3 separate regions of the Sus scrofa genome follow, and regions 1 and 3 are each linked to region 2. A link is a contact called in public Hi-C and HiChIP or PLAC-seq data. All regions are on one chromosome and are shown on one strand. The core of a region is the stretch at or near the end of the contact, and the rest is flanking DNA. Distances in the headings are between cores, read along the strand shown.

Evidence for each region. Hi-C and Micro-C count contacts between places; a contact is called where the count stands out from the background. HiChIP or PLAC-seq counts read pairs in DNA pulled down with a chosen protein or histone mark.
Region 1: a contact with region 2 is called in a Hi-C map of liver, with 3 times the contacts expected there. The contact joins the promoter of RPS18 here to the promoter of CUTA in region 2. A contact is called at or near these places in 6 of 47 Hi-C or Micro-C datasets (embryonic fibroblasts, fetal liver, heart right ventricle and 2 more) and 2 of 2 datasets of contacts at active chromatin or transcription factors (alveolar macrophages and skeletal muscle).
Region 3: an H3K27ac HiChIP or PLAC-seq map of alveolar macrophages shows a contact between it and region 2. The contact joins the promoter of BAK1 here to the promoter of CUTA in region 2. A contact is called at or near these places in 1 of 5 promoter capture datasets (fetal liver), 7 of 47 Hi-C or Micro-C datasets (blood, embryonic fibroblasts, fetal heart ventricle and 2 more) and 2 of 2 datasets of contacts at active chromatin or transcription factors (alveolar macrophages and skeletal muscle).

Annotation. Positions count from the first base shown.
Region 1 is chr7:29,636,054-29,640,503 of Sscrofa11.1, reverse strand. RPS18 (ribosomal protein S18) reads right to left here and starts at 1,648. Exons shown (of 6, transcript NM_213940.1): 1 at 1,624-1,648; 2 at 1,074-1,172. The coding sequence starts at 1,626. VPS52 (vacuolar protein sorting-associated protein 52 homolog) reads left to right here and starts at 1,336. Exons shown (of 20, transcript XM_001925393.5): 1 at 1,336-2,148; 2 at 2,929-3,013; 3 at 3,167-3,219; 4 at 3,391-3,466; 5 at 4,176-4,243. The coding sequence starts at 2,059.
Region 2 is chr7:29,720,211-29,725,061 of Sscrofa11.1, reverse strand. CUTA (protein CutA) reads left to right here and starts at 3,349. Exons shown (of 6, transcript XM_003356609.3): 1 at 3,349-3,490; 2 at 3,880-4,088; 3 at 4,235-4,294; 4 at 4,403-4,448; 5 at 4,576-4,625; 6 at 4,753-4,851. The coding sequence starts at 3,907. SYNGAP1 (ras/Rap GTPase-activating protein SynGAP) reads right to left here and starts at 1,317. Exons shown (of 21, transcript XM_003128342.5): 1 at 1,208-1,317. The coding sequence starts at 1,274.
Region 3 is chr7:29,812,486-29,816,906 of Sscrofa11.1, reverse strand. BAK1 (bcl-2 homologous antagonist/killer) reads left to right here and starts at 1,562. Exons shown (of 7, transcript XM_021098603.1): 1 at 1,562-1,965; 2 at 3,804-3,883. The coding sequence starts at 3,814. It overlaps LOC100156231 (gametogenetin-binding protein 1-like), which reads right to left and starts at 857. Exons shown (of 7, transcript XM_005665887.3): 1 at 1-857. The coding sequence starts at 365. It overlaps LOC102162214 (a long non-coding RNA gene), which reads right to left. Exons shown (of 4, transcript XR_002345648.1): 4 at 1,431-3,429.

The DNA of each region.
Region 1 (4,450 bases), core at 399-2,898, 83 kb after region 2:
TCTGTTTGTTTTCCCAGTGCATGTAAGTTATGTAGGTTATTAAGTGAGCAATAGTCTTAACGTTAAAAAAACATACATACATGCCTTAATGAAAAGATACTTTATTAAAAAGTGCTAACCATCATCTGAGCCTTTGTGCAATAGTAACAAAAGTCAATGACAATGGATCGCTGTAACAAATATAACAATGAAAATGTCTGAAATATTGTGAGAATCACCAAAATGTGACAGAAGACACCAAGTGAACAAATGCTGTTGGAAAAATGATTTGCTCAAGACAGGGTTGCCACAAAAAAGAGGTTATCTGTAAAGTGCAATAAAATAAGCCTCTACTGTGCACCGCCTTACTAGTTTCACAATAGAAGGAAGCAGTCTCCTCATGCACCACTTAAGACCGAAAGTTGTGCACCCTGAATTACAGAATGAAAAGAATTCAAAGTAAACATGATGGCTCTTATAAAGCAAAGCTTGTGATTCACCATTTTAAATTAACAACCTATCTATAAAATACTTACTGTGGTGTCCTTTGGGGATTGTGAGCAAGAAAGGCTTAGCCCTGGCACCACATAACATAAACATACTGGTAAGGTCATTTTTTTATGTTAGTTAAGCCTGTGCTCACTGACCTTGTTATGAAATAGTGACCCCCCCCCCATTTCCTGGTTTCTTCATGCTTGGAATCTCTTGGCCTTTCTACTCTCCCTTCAGAGTGTACCATTATCCCATTTCCAGGACATACACATTTCACAAGAATTGCTCTTATGATGCACTAGGAGGAGCAAAAACCTATATAGCAGGGACCTTATAAGTTGACTGCTGATGGTCCAGGCCGGTTTAGTGAACAAATGCTGGCAGACAACCAAAGCCTTTCCCCAACCCCTAGGTGAAAACAACTTTGCTTCACCTAAGACGGTTCTTTGGCTTTTACCACTTACCTTTTGCGGCAAATGTGGCAAGGGCTTAGATGGACCCTGACCATTGTTTTTACCCAGCAGCCCAGGTGACACGGTTGAGACTTTCGCTTACACCTCAGGTGTTTACCCAAGTTTCCTTCACACCCCCAGCTCCTTTACCTTAATCGCAGTGATAGCAAAGGCAATTTTCCGCCGCCCATCGATGTTGGTGTTGAGTACTCGCAAAATGTGCTGGAACTTCTCAGGGATTACTAGAGACTGATAGAGATGGGGGGAGATGTCAGACTTCGCTAATTCCCGCCAAACCGTTAACCCCAAACACGAGCGTGAAGCTTGTCACGCAAGGTGCAAAGAGCCCCCGTCAGGTCTTCACGACACAACACGACTCCCTGGTCCTGCCGACAGCACAACAGGAAGCGTCCAGGATCGGAGAACGCCATCTCCGGAGGAGAACGCCTCCTGCCCGCTCCCAAGCGGCGGGACGGAGGGCCCACGCGCTCCCAAGCCTTCCCAGAGCCCGGGGAGCGCTCATCCTCGGGCCCCGCTGCCTAGAACTGGGTGCTTTGTCGTCCTTCTCCAGGAATGAGGCCCAAGGCTCCACACAAAACGCTGCGAGCCCCCAGGCCAGGACATTTTCGGCGCTCTGACAGCAAGCCTTCCCTGTCCCGGCTCCGATGTCGCCAGATACCCGAACGAACCCAACTCTTACCATGGCTGCAGCGCGGGCGGCGGCGTGTAGGCCTCCAGTGGAAGAGAGAGCGGAAGTGACGTGACATTCTTATATAGCTTCCAGGCGGAAGAGGCGGAGCGACCTTGGCGAAGCGCTTCCGGAAACTCCTTGTACCTGAGCCGGCTAGGCCTCTGAGTCAGAACTGCGCGCCACAACTTCCGGTGCCGTCTCTCTTTACAGATCGTAAAGTTTTTGCGCGTGAGAGCCACGAGAGTTCCGGGTTGAGATTCTCTTTTTAAGACTTTCAGTTTCCATTTGGACTTGGGCGAAGAGCTTAGAGAAAAGGGGAGAGCTAGAGGCAGTCTGTTTAACTCAAATATCTGGGAACGGTTTCGTGCATCACGCCCCAGAACTTGCAGTTCCACTCAGGGGAACGGACCTGCCCGACAGCTGCCGGAAGTGGGGCTGCGCGGAATGGCTGCCGCTGCTACCATGGCGGCAGCCGCCCGGGAGCTGGTGTTGCGGTCCGGGGCCTCAGATATGGAGGAGGAGGAGGGCCCACTGGTGAGGACGCAGGGCTGTTTCTCCTCCAGAGTCTCGTCCGGTCTTCTCACGTCAGAAAGGTCTGGGCTGGGTTTCGCGCAAGGTTGGGAGCTCGGCTGCTACCGGTGATGCTGCCTGGTCTGGCTCTCCATACCCCTCCCCGGATCGGACCTGGACCAAAGTGGGGACTAGAATGGCTGATACTTAGGTTCTGGGGCCACAGTTTCAGTTAAACTCCAGATATTTGCGCAGGATAGAGAAGCGGTGTAGAGTAAATGCTAGGAACATGGCCAGACTGCCTCGGTTCTAATTCCAGCTCAGCCACTTATGCTGTGTGTGTTTGGGCAAGTTAACTAGCCTCTCTGTGTCATCACTCTTAACACTTATAAAGTGAAAAAATAAGACTTACTGTAGAGGTTGTCGGTTAGGATTAGGTGAATGTAGGATGACACCTGGCACGATGGTGAACACTGTGTTAACTGACATTTCTAGAAAGGCTGGAGCTCCCCACGGGGATTGTAACAGAACATCTAAGATAGAAGGAGTCTGGAGACCCTAAGTTCAACTGCAAGTTCTGCTCTGTCCCTGCATCTCCTAATTTTCCTCATTTGGTCACCTCTGTGGGTTTGCTGGCTCCTTGTCATATTCCCTACCCATCAGCCCCAATGAGTAGATTGGGACAATATGAGATTTTGGAATTTTTTGGACTCAGCATTTCTCTCTGGTTTCCCAGTGAAAGTCCTCTCTCCCCATTATATTTTGTTCTCCCCCTCCCTTTCCCATTAACCTGCCCCTCTCCAGGGGGGTGGTCCAGGTCTCCAGGAGCCACTGCAACTTGGAGAGTTGGACCTCACCTCTGATGAATTCATCCTGGATGAAGTTGATGGTAAGTGATGGCACGAGGTGGCCGCAGTGCCTGTCATCTTAAGAGGCATGGGGGCTGGAGGTAATAAGGCAGGAATTGGTGTGCAGATGTTCGGATGTGGGTAGCGGGCGCTGTGGAGCCCTTTGGACCCTTATGATAAACTTCTCTTTCCAGTTCACATTCAGGCAAATCTGGAGGATGAGTTAGTAAAGGAAGCTCTTAAAACGGTGAGGTTTTCTGCTCTCCTAATCTGCCCCTCCACTCACCCTCCCCTCAAAGAAGAAAACAGTCTCTTCGTGTAATATCTTAATGTCTTCTCCCCAAATCCTTTGTTGACTTTGTTGCAGTGTCCCTTCTCTGACTGCCCCCCCCAACCCATCGTGTTTATGCTCTTCCAGGGTGTGGATCTCCGTCACTATTCAAAGCAGGTTGAACTGGAGCTACAGCAGATTGAGCAGAAATCCATTCGTGATTGTATCCTCTGGCAGAGGGAAGGGTGGTGTTACTAAAACGGGCGTTTGGGAGTTCCCATTGTGGCTCAGTGGGTTAAGGACCTAACATAGTGTCCTTGAAGATTCGGGTTCACTCCCTGGCCTCGTTTAGTGGGTTAAGGATCCAGTGTTGGAGTTCCCGTTGTGGCGCAGTGGTTAACGAATCTGACTAGGAACCATGAGGTTGCGGGTTTGGTCCCTGCCCTTGCTCAGTGGGTTAACGATCCAGCGTTGCCATGGGCTGTGGTGTAGGTTGCAGATGCGGCTTGGATCCCGCATTGCTGTGGCTCTGGCGTAGGCCAGCGGCTACAGCTCCGATTAGACCCCTAACCTGGGAACCTCCATATGCTGCGGAAGCGGCCCAAAGAAGTAGCAAAAAGACCAAAAAAAAAAAAAAAAAAAAAAAGGATCCAGTGTTGCTGTGAGCTGTGGCCTAGGTCGAAAATGCAATTTGGATCTGGTGTTTCTGTGGCTGTGGCCGGCAGCTGTAGCTCCGACTCTACCCCTAGCCTGGGAACTTCCATATGCTGTGGGTGCGGCCCTAAAAAAGAAGAAAAAAAAAAGGAGTATTTTGTGGGGCATGGTGCTGACAGCCCCGCCACAGCTGCCCTCCATCAGCTAAGAGAGAAGGAGAGGTCCTGCTGGTCCAAGGAGCTCTATCTGCACAGTAAGGCCTTGACTTTTGTGGTCAGATATCCAAGAAAGTGAGAACATAGCATCTCTGCACAATCAGATCACAGCCTGCGATGCTGTCCTTGAGGTTAATAACCCTGACCTGGGACCCCTGATAACCCTGAACCCAGGTCATGGTCTCTGGTACCATTCTCTAGGTCATTAGCCTCAGGTGGGGACCATTTGAGTTGCCATCAGGATGATCTCAGCAGCCTTTTTTATTTGTTGCTGCTGCCGTGATGAATGCTATTTGCCAGGGACTTTTGGGGTACCTCTTCCCTCAGCACCCACTACC
Region 2 (4,851 bases), core at 2,100-4,599:
GGGGTGTTAGGGGAAAGTGGGCACAGACTTGTGATGAGATGGGGAACAGAGGACGGAGCAGAGAAGAAATAACAGGGATGGACCTACAAGAAAGGGAGACAGGCATGATGGTAAATCTCTAGGGACAAGGGAATCTACCAGAAGGGCCCCAATGGACAAGGGGCAGAGGCAAGAGGCGAACCTAAGAGGGGTACCAGGCCAAGGGGGTCAAAAAGGGGGTGGTGAAGAGGTGGTAGAGATGTAAGGGAAGAAGAGAGTGAGACAGAATGGACACCAGAGAAGGGGCTGATACGGGGGAAGGACAGAAGGGGGACTCATATAAGGAACGGACACCATATGGGGGGAAAGATATAGGTGATGGACACCAGAGGAGGGAGGGGGAATGGAAATAAGGATTGGAGGGGGGGAGGGGGGCTGAAGTGGTGAAGTAAAGGAAGTGGATAAGGCCCCAGGGATTTACATTTCCATGCCCAAGGGCCTTAAGGAGGGTCAGAGCCTGGGGCAGGGTCCTAACCTGCCCCTTACTCCCAGCACTCAATCTTACCTGTATTGCCCCCTGCCCCCCTCAACAAATACATTATTTGGCCCTCCCCTGCCCTGGTCTCTCCTCCCCCAACCCATTCCCCACTCCCTCTCTCCTCTCTTCCCTCCATCTGGACCCTCCATTCCTCCACTCCCCCCCACTGCCTCCCTCTCTCTCCATCTGGCCCCTTCTTCTCTCCCTCCATCTCCTGTCTTTTCCTACCCCCTACCATCCTGAGCCCCCCACCACATTCTGCCCCCTATCTTCTTGGCTGCTCTTCCCCCATTATGTTTTCATTTTCCCCTCCTAGCCCTTCTCCTAAGACTCTGTCCTCCTCTTTCCTTGATATTTTCCTCCTCTCTCAGCTCCCACCTCCAAATTATTTCTGCAGCTCTTCCCCCAACCTACCCTTCTATCTTCCCACCCTCGCTGGCGATCTCTTTCCCCCTCATCACTTTCCCCTCAGCCCCCTTCAAGGCCTGCTTCCTGGCCCCTCCGCCCCTACCTACCCCTACCCTCTGGCCTCCAATCCTTCCTTCCCCACTGCTCCCACCTCTGCCTTCCCGGTCCTCCTCTCTCCCTGCATTTCAGCTGTTCCCTTCCTTGGCTCCAGCTCTGTCCACCCCCCACCCTGCCCCTCCCCCTCCCCCCCCACTGGCCCTCCCCCTCCCCTCACCACCGTACCTCTGAAGGGGGCATAGGACATCGCGGGGATGCTCCCCCGATGGATGGAAGCGCGAGACCTGCTCATCAGGCCTGGGGGGGAGGGGGCGGGGGGGCCGGGGGAGAAAGAGAAGAGAGAAAGAGGGGGAGAGAGAGGGGGAGAAGGAGGAGGAGGAGGTGGAGGAGGAGGAGGAGAGAGGAGGAGAGAGGAGCGGAGAGGAGCGGAAAGGAGGAGAGAGGAGGAGGAGGAGGAGAATGGGAGCCAACGGCAGCAGCGGCAGCCGGGAGAGAGAGAGAGAGAGAGAGAGAGAGAGAGAAAGAGGGGGGCGGGGGAGTGAGCGAGAGGAGAGAGCAGGAGGAGGAGAGAGAGACTCTGCAGCCCCCACCCCTACTCAGTAAGAACCCGAGAGGAAGAGCCCCTGACTCAAAAACACACCCAAGAGAGACAGCAGTTCCAAAGATGCAGACCCCAGACCCTGAGATTGGGAGACCCCAGACCCACAGAGAAAGATACCTTGCCACTGAAGGGGAGGGGGCGGGGATAACCTAAGACACAAACCCAAAGTCTAGAGGAAAAGAGACCCCAAGCTCAGGAAAAAAAAAAAAAAATACCCCAGACTACCCCCGAGAGATGGGTCAAAGGTCAAGAATCTGAGCATCCAGTTTTCAAACGGCTCTCCAGAGCCGCAGAAATCTTAAGACTCCAGACTCAGATTTCAGTGATTTCAGGGACCAAGACTTAAGACCTGGACTCAAAGAAAAAGGTGAAACCCAGATTGGGAATCCGGTCTTGAAGAGCTCAGACCCACAGAGAACTTATCAGCGACCCCAGCCCTAGATCTCAAGAAAAAGAAACTGCAGACTCAGAGACTGATAGCTTAGAGACACAGAAATTCCAGACCTGAGGACCAGGGGAAGTGGGGAGGTGGAAGAAGAGACTCCCATCTAGCCCAGAGATAGAGAACTCAGAGACCACAAACTCATAAAGAATTTCAAAGACCTCAGAGAGAGGGTGAACATGGACCCAGAAAAACCCCAAACAAAAAACAAGGGAACTCAGTCCTAAGAAAGATCCCAATGCAAATACTGCAAGACCCCACAGAGATCTATCTCAGCAGCAGACTCCAAAGCCCAAGACAGAGGTCTCAGGGAGATCCCAACCCCTAAGAACTACGTGTGCAAAAACTCTGCCTGGGGAATGCCCAGTCACACCCGCCCAGCGGAGCAGAGACCCCAGACCTAGGAGGGAGGGGGAAATGCTGGGTAGGGGAAGTAGAAAGAGCCTCTTTCTCCTTGCCGCCTCCCTCTTCTTTCGCCTCTCCTTGGCCCCTCTCTCAATTTTTGGGTCACAGGATACGCTTGGGCCCCAGGGAGGTTATGTAGGGCAGGTCCTGGCTCCTAGGGGGATGGGTTAAGGGAAGGAGACCCAAGACTGAGAAGTAGACAAGTCCGGGAGAGCGAAACAGGAAGGGGATAAGGGACGAAAAGACCAACACTATTTTCTGGTGTTCTCTCCAGATGCCCAACCTGCAGCCCTCCTCTCCCGATTTGCCAGTCTGTCTTCAGCTTCAGGTTTCAGTTCAGAAAGCTGAGGCGCCCTGGGTCCCTTTTTAATCACCCTCTATCCATTTTCAGGGACTCCCTATGTCTTTTCGAAGTGCATTCTTCCTGACCTAGCCATGGACTAGCTGCCTAATCACGCCCCCTACCCTAGAACAGAGTGCTTCTGAGCTCCTACTTGGGCCCCCTCAATTCTGGCATGTCAGTCCTGACCACAACAGCAGGGGGCGCTCCCTCTAGCCCCGAGGTCCAGCCTCCCACGGCCCTTGGGCTCCTTAAGGCCTCCGTGCAGGGGCTGTTACTAGGAGCATTCTAGGGCTTAAGGATGACTCCCCGCGCCACAACCTGACGCATCGACTCTGCGGGATCTCTAGCCCTCCTTTCCTAGAGCCAGTTCTCTCGTCACGTGCTCACGAGGGTGCTCCGCGATTGGCCTCTTCGCATAGCTTCTCGAGGTACCGCCGCCTGAGGGGACCGGCCCCCTCACGTGACAGTGGAAAGCTGCCGCGGCTCGCCTCCGCCTGCCATTGGCCGTTTCCGGCTTACACGGAAACGGGAGGGCCATTTCCGTGCACGGCTGCAGATCCGGCTGTTGATTGGCTGGATCCCCCTTAGCTCCGCCCATAGCTGGAGGCGGGGCAAGCCGGCCCACGTGAGGGCAAGGATTGGCTGGCTCTGGATGTTAGGGTGGCTCGGCTTGTCACGTGGTGTGCGCTGTTTTCTTATCACGTGGCTGTCGCCCAGGTAAGAAGAGGCCTCTCTTCCTGGGTTTGGGGTACTTTCTCCGCGTACCATGTGGTCTTTGATATTCTGCCCTCCTTTACCAGCATAGGCTGCATGAGGGGGGTGCGGGCTCCCGCAATCCTGCTCGGCGGAGGGGTGAGTTACCAGCCCCGCCCCTTCCGGTCCTCGGAACCTGGACCACTACCCGCTCTCAAAATCCTAGAGGTTGGCCCCGGAGGAGAGAGTGGACACCGAGTCTTTGCCTTAATTTTCACCCTTCTCTCCCAGCTTCAAGGACTTTTTTCTTTGGGGTACAGAAGGGGGAGGGCAGAGCCTGAGTGTCTATGCAAGCGGTAGACAGTTTCCTGGGGTGTTTATCGGGAGACACCGAATTCACCTCCTGCTCTCAGGCCACTCTGCTCCTGTCGCTTCTTTGGATGCCAGCACTGCTGCCCATAGTCTCCCGCCTTCTGTTGCTACCCCGAGCCCTGCTGTCCATGGCTTCAGGAAGCCCCCCGACCCAGCCCACGCCGGCCTCGGGCTCCGCCTATGTTCCCGGCTCGGTCTCTGCAGCCTTTGTCACCTGCCCCAACGAGAAGGTCGCCAAGGAGATCGCCAGGTGGGGATCTCAGTGTGGAGCGAGAAAGGATGCTCATGAAGGAAGAGTTGGGGGTGGAGAGAAGCAGCCCTCCCGCTGCTTCCTGCAAGCCAGTGCAAAAACCTGGGTTGTGGGGGCTCTAAATGGGGGTGTCTCCTCACGTTCAGGGCTGTGGTGGAGAAGCGCCTGGCAGCCTGTGTCAACCTCATCCCTCAGATTACATCCATGTGAGTCATGGGATTGGGGGGGTTGACCTAACTCTAGGGGCGGATTGGCAGTCTTTTTCTTTGGGGAAGATCTATGCTCCCACAACACTTTCTCCGTGACCTTTTCAGCTATGAGTGGAAAGGCAAGATTGAGGAGGACAGTGAAGTGCTGATGGTGAGAAATATTCCCCACCCAAGCAAAACTTAATTCCCTGACCACTTGCTTTGACCTTTACCTCTCCTCTGAGATCCTGAAATTAACATAATTTCTTGATTCAACCATGTTCCTCTTCACCCCTTAGATGATTAAAACCCAGAGTTCCTTGGTTCCAGCTTTGACAGATTTCGTTCGGTGAGAACTTTGATATGGGTAGAGGTGAGGGTGTGTACTGTGGGGTGAGCCTTGCTGGGCAGTCTGAGAGGGTGAGCGCCTTTGGGTAAATCTTTTGAGTGATCGCTGCCCCCCATCTTTTCTGCAGCTCTGTACACCCTTACGAAGTGGCCGAGGTGATTGCACTGCCAGTGGAGCAGGGGAACTCCCCATACCTGCACTGGGTGCGCCAGGTTACAGAATCAGT
Region 3 (4,421 bases), core at 313-2,812, 94 kb before region 2:
CCTCTGCGTGGATCTGACCTTACTTCTACACCCCGGGCCACCACCCTCAGGACCTGCACAGGGGTGGGGGTCTGGGCCCCCGCATCCCCTAGCTCCAGCCCCGAGGGACTAGTTCGTGGCAGGGCCACAGCGAGGGTACAGGGCAGCGAGGCAGGTGGCCAGGATTCCTTCTGCCCCGCTGCTCCGTGACAGCCAGTCATCAGGGGGGTGGCGTCCTGCTCTTGCAAGGGGCACGGCTGACCCCCCACCAGGGCCTGGTCTGAGCTCTCTGGGCTGCCCTTGCCCCCCACCAGGCTACGGAAAAGGCGGAACATGGACGAGCGGCCCAGATTATGGGCCCGAGGGGTTGGGGCTGGGGCCTCCATCCTGAAGGGGACCTGACTCAAGAGGGAAGGGCCGCAGCAGCTACTGGGACCAACTGCTTAAGAACAGAGGGGGTTGGAAACTTCCCAGAGTTCTAGAAGGCGAAGGCGGGTTGGGGGTGGGGGCAGAGTGTGCCCGGGGGTGGGGGTGGGGGTGTCAATGCAGCACCCCGAGGGTGGGGGTTGGCGAGGCTCCAGGAGACGCAGAGGTGGGGACCCCAACTCTGAGAATGGGGCACACAGCTCTCCCCACAGCCTGTCCTCCTCTGGCTGTGGCTGCTGGTCCAGGAGGGTGGGAGTGTGTGTCCTCCCACCCCTCCCTTCACAACCAGTCTCATCGGCCCTCTGCATGTCCACGTCTACCTGCCTATCACCTGCAGGGTTTCTACCTCTGCAGCCATCGAGGAGCTTGGTACACAGGCCTCAACTGTACGTGGAACTTCAATCTTTTTTTTTTTTTTTTTTTTTTTTTTAGGGCCGTACCTGTGGCACATGGAGGTTCCCAGGCTAGGGGTTGAATCGGAGCTGCAGCTGCTGGCCTATGCCACAGCCCCAGCAATGCAGGATCCTTAGCCCACTGAGCAAGGCCAGGGATCAAACCCACATACTCATGGATACTAGTCGGGTTCTTAACCTGCTGAGCCACAATGGGAACTCCGTGGAATCTCAATTTCATCTTATTATGCCCATGGCACTTACATGTCTGATTATAAACCCCGCTCAGTGACCTTGGCGGAGGTTCCTTAAAGCAGCCGAGTCCCAGTTCGTTCATCTGTAAAATGGATGTGGTCACCGCACCTACTTCCAAGGGTGGTTGAGACTGTTCAGTGAGGATGGTTTAAAGTGCCCAGCACTGGAGTTCCCGTCGTGGCGCAGTGGTTAACGAATCCGACTAGGAACCATGAGGTTGTGGGTTTGATCCCTGCCCTTGCTCAGTAGGTTAAGGATCCGGCATTGCCGTGACCTGTGGTGTAGGTTGCAGACGCGGCTTGGATCCCGTGTTGCTGTGGCTCTGTCCTAGGCCAGTGGCTACAGCTCCGATTGGACCCCTAGCCTGGGAACCTCCATATGCCGTGGGAGCGGCCCAAGAAATAGCAAAAAGACGAAAAAAAAATAAAAAAAAATAAAAAAATAAAGTGCCCAGCACACAGCAGGGCTTCACAAACCTCACCAGCCTGGCTTTCTTGCTGATACCGACGGACAGAAGTGGGGCAAGATCAAGGAGGAGGACAGGGAACCCGGGTGGGAAAAGCCGTGGGTGGGGACACTCGGCAGGGGTGGGAGCCGCGCTCTCCGCCCTGAGCCCAGCCCCAGCCCCGTGCTGCAGGCTTCAGCGGCTGCATCCGGCGGCCGCAGAGCAACTTCCTCTAGAGGGAGCTGATTGGAGCGGGAGCCGCCGGCACCTCTATGATCGCCAAAGCCTCGCGGGTCCCGAAGGCCGCGCTGGGACCAGCCCAGGCTGCATCCTGACACCAGGAACTCACTGGCGCCCGTCTCTGGAGGCCGAGCCTGGGTACCTTACCCTGGGAGTGGCCACTGGCCACTGGGATCACCGGCCTCCGCCCTGCTGAGCCAACCCAGGCCTGGGCCAGGGTCTGGGCAGGTAAGCCGGGAGGGTCCCGCCTGTGCTCCCCACGCCTGGGAGCTCCGGGCCGGGGGTAGGTGAGGGAGGCAGGGGGCTGGGGGGGGAAGGCCTCAGGCTCCCCCCAACCCCCGGGACTCCACCGAGCCCTGTTCGGGGCCTGATCCACCCGGGGCTCCCTCTGGCCACCCCTCAGGCAGCTTCCCCTCTCACCCTGGCCCTAGGGGCCCGAGAATCGGGTGTCAAAGAACCAGGCTCTTTAGCAGTCTGGGGGATGGGGGGGGAGGTCAGAGCCAAGGTCAAGGGCACGGGGAGAACTTACAGCCTCCCTGCTGCCCCAGGAGACCTAAGAGCGGTCTAGAGTCAGGCACCTCCCCTGGGGAAGCATCCTGGCCACCCTCCTCCCCTGGGCAGACCCCACAAGTGGGGAACTCAGAGTACCAGGAAGTCAGGTGCTTGGAGGGGGCAGGGGTAGACCCAGATCAGCAAGGCCTGGGGCCTTGGGGCTGCTCTGAGGCGCCAACTTCTCCCCAGCTCTGAGCCCGAGGGTGGCAGGGGTGCTGTCAGCATCCTCCAGCCCTGCAGTCCTGGGGGCACCAAGGGAGCCAGAAGGGCACCTTGTTCAGGAGGAGGCTGCTGGGATGGGTGCATGCCAGGCCAAGGTCGGTCTTCCCCAGGTGGCACTGGGTGGAGGAGGGGAGGCACAGGTGGTCCGGACCGTCCCCACCCTTCTTTCTGCTGCTTTCGAAAGTAGCCCCAGGCCTGAGAGGGAGGGGTGGGCGGGGAGGGTGCACTGACTGGTCCTCCCAGGGAGCTGGCCCAGGGTAGGGAGGGGCCTCCCTGGGGCGGGAGGAGGGACCTCTGCCTGGGTGATGGAGGCAGCTTTGGGGTGGAGGGAAGTGAAGGGGTGCAAACTGAAAGTGAAACAGCTCATGTCCAGGAAATACTCCCTCTGCAGAGGGTTTACAGAGCAGCCCAGGCAGCAGCCAGAACTGGGTGAAAAAGGAGAGTAGGGGCTGGAGACCCAAGGGCAAGGGGTGCATGTAGTTTTCTCAACTCCCCGTGAGAAGGGAGTGGGAAGAGCACAGGCAAACGGGGAAGCTGCCTTGGAAAGGACACTCTCTGAGGTCCATAAACTGGGAAATAAATCCGAGGAGTTCCCGTCATGGTTTAGCGGTTAATGAACCCGACTACTATCCGTCAGGACACGGGTTCGATCCCTGGCCTTGCTCAGGGGGTTCCGAAACGAGTGTTGAGTGGAGGATGGGCTCCTGGAAGCTCAGACAACCAACCGGACTCCTGGACTAGCACGTGGCCTTGGCACTGACTTCTCTGTGCCTCATTCTTCCCACCTGGAAAGTGGGTATGACCGTGCTTACCCTGTGGCTAGGTCAATTTGCTCTGTGTCCGGCACCCTGGGGAGGACTCCTCTGTACGTGCTGGAAGTTTACCACAGGCACTCAGGAGGGTTTGCGGCTCACAGGCCTGACATGGAAAACAGGTGTGTTCTGACTGGCCAAGGGGAAGTGGGACCTGCAGGGCTGGCCTTCATGGGTCACTGGCTGGAAGGTGGCAAGTCTGCCGTAGGCGTGTGCTGGGGAGGGAGCAGCAGAAGGAACCTCAGCCTCTGAAATTCACCTCACGGGCCCAGGAGTGGGGTGAAACACGACCAGAGACCCACCCCTCCCGGGGCTGACCCCGGGGTGGGAATCTTGGCCGCTGGCCTTTCCCAACCCCGCCTCCCTTGAAGAACTGCCAGGAAAATACTCAGCAAGTGCTTAGGGCAGGGGGGCCTTCCGGAAGTGGGCCCTCCCTCTGGGCAGCTCTGACCCCATCTCTGCTCTCTCACCCCTCCCCAGGACCTGAGAGATGGCGTCCGGCCAAGGCCCAGGCCCCCCCAGGCAGGGCTGTGGAGAGCCCGACCCCTCGTCCACATCAGGTAAGGATCTTGCTGCCTCTCACCCATCCCATAACCGCCAGGGCCATGTGTGAGGATGGAGAGGCCAGGCAGGACTTAAAGCAGGCTCGCCTGCCCCTGAATACTCACCTGGGATACGCTGCAAAGCATCTCCCACCCAGCGCAGTTGCCCGTGGGCTCAGAAGCCAAGTGCACACCAGGTTAAGCCCAGGGGCGGGGTGGGGTGGGGGCAATGGCAGCTGGAAAGGGCCAGGGAGTGAGCAGGAGGGCCCAGTGCCACCAGGGCAGTGGGTAGAGGGGGCAGTGGGAGAAATTAAGCTGAACTCCTCACCAAGTCAGCCCTCACAGGGATAGGGACTGTCCCACTCCGGGAGGAGATCAGGTGGCCGCCCCTCCTCCCTCTGCCCAAGGGCCACCCACCACAGGCCATCCTCTGGACTCTGGGCTCAGTCCCAGCCCTGCCACTGCTGCCCAATGAGACATTTCTGGGCTAGAGTCTCACATTTGTTCTCCATGTTCCCTAAGCCGTGAGTGAGGGACCCTGTTGGCTGGGGTAACA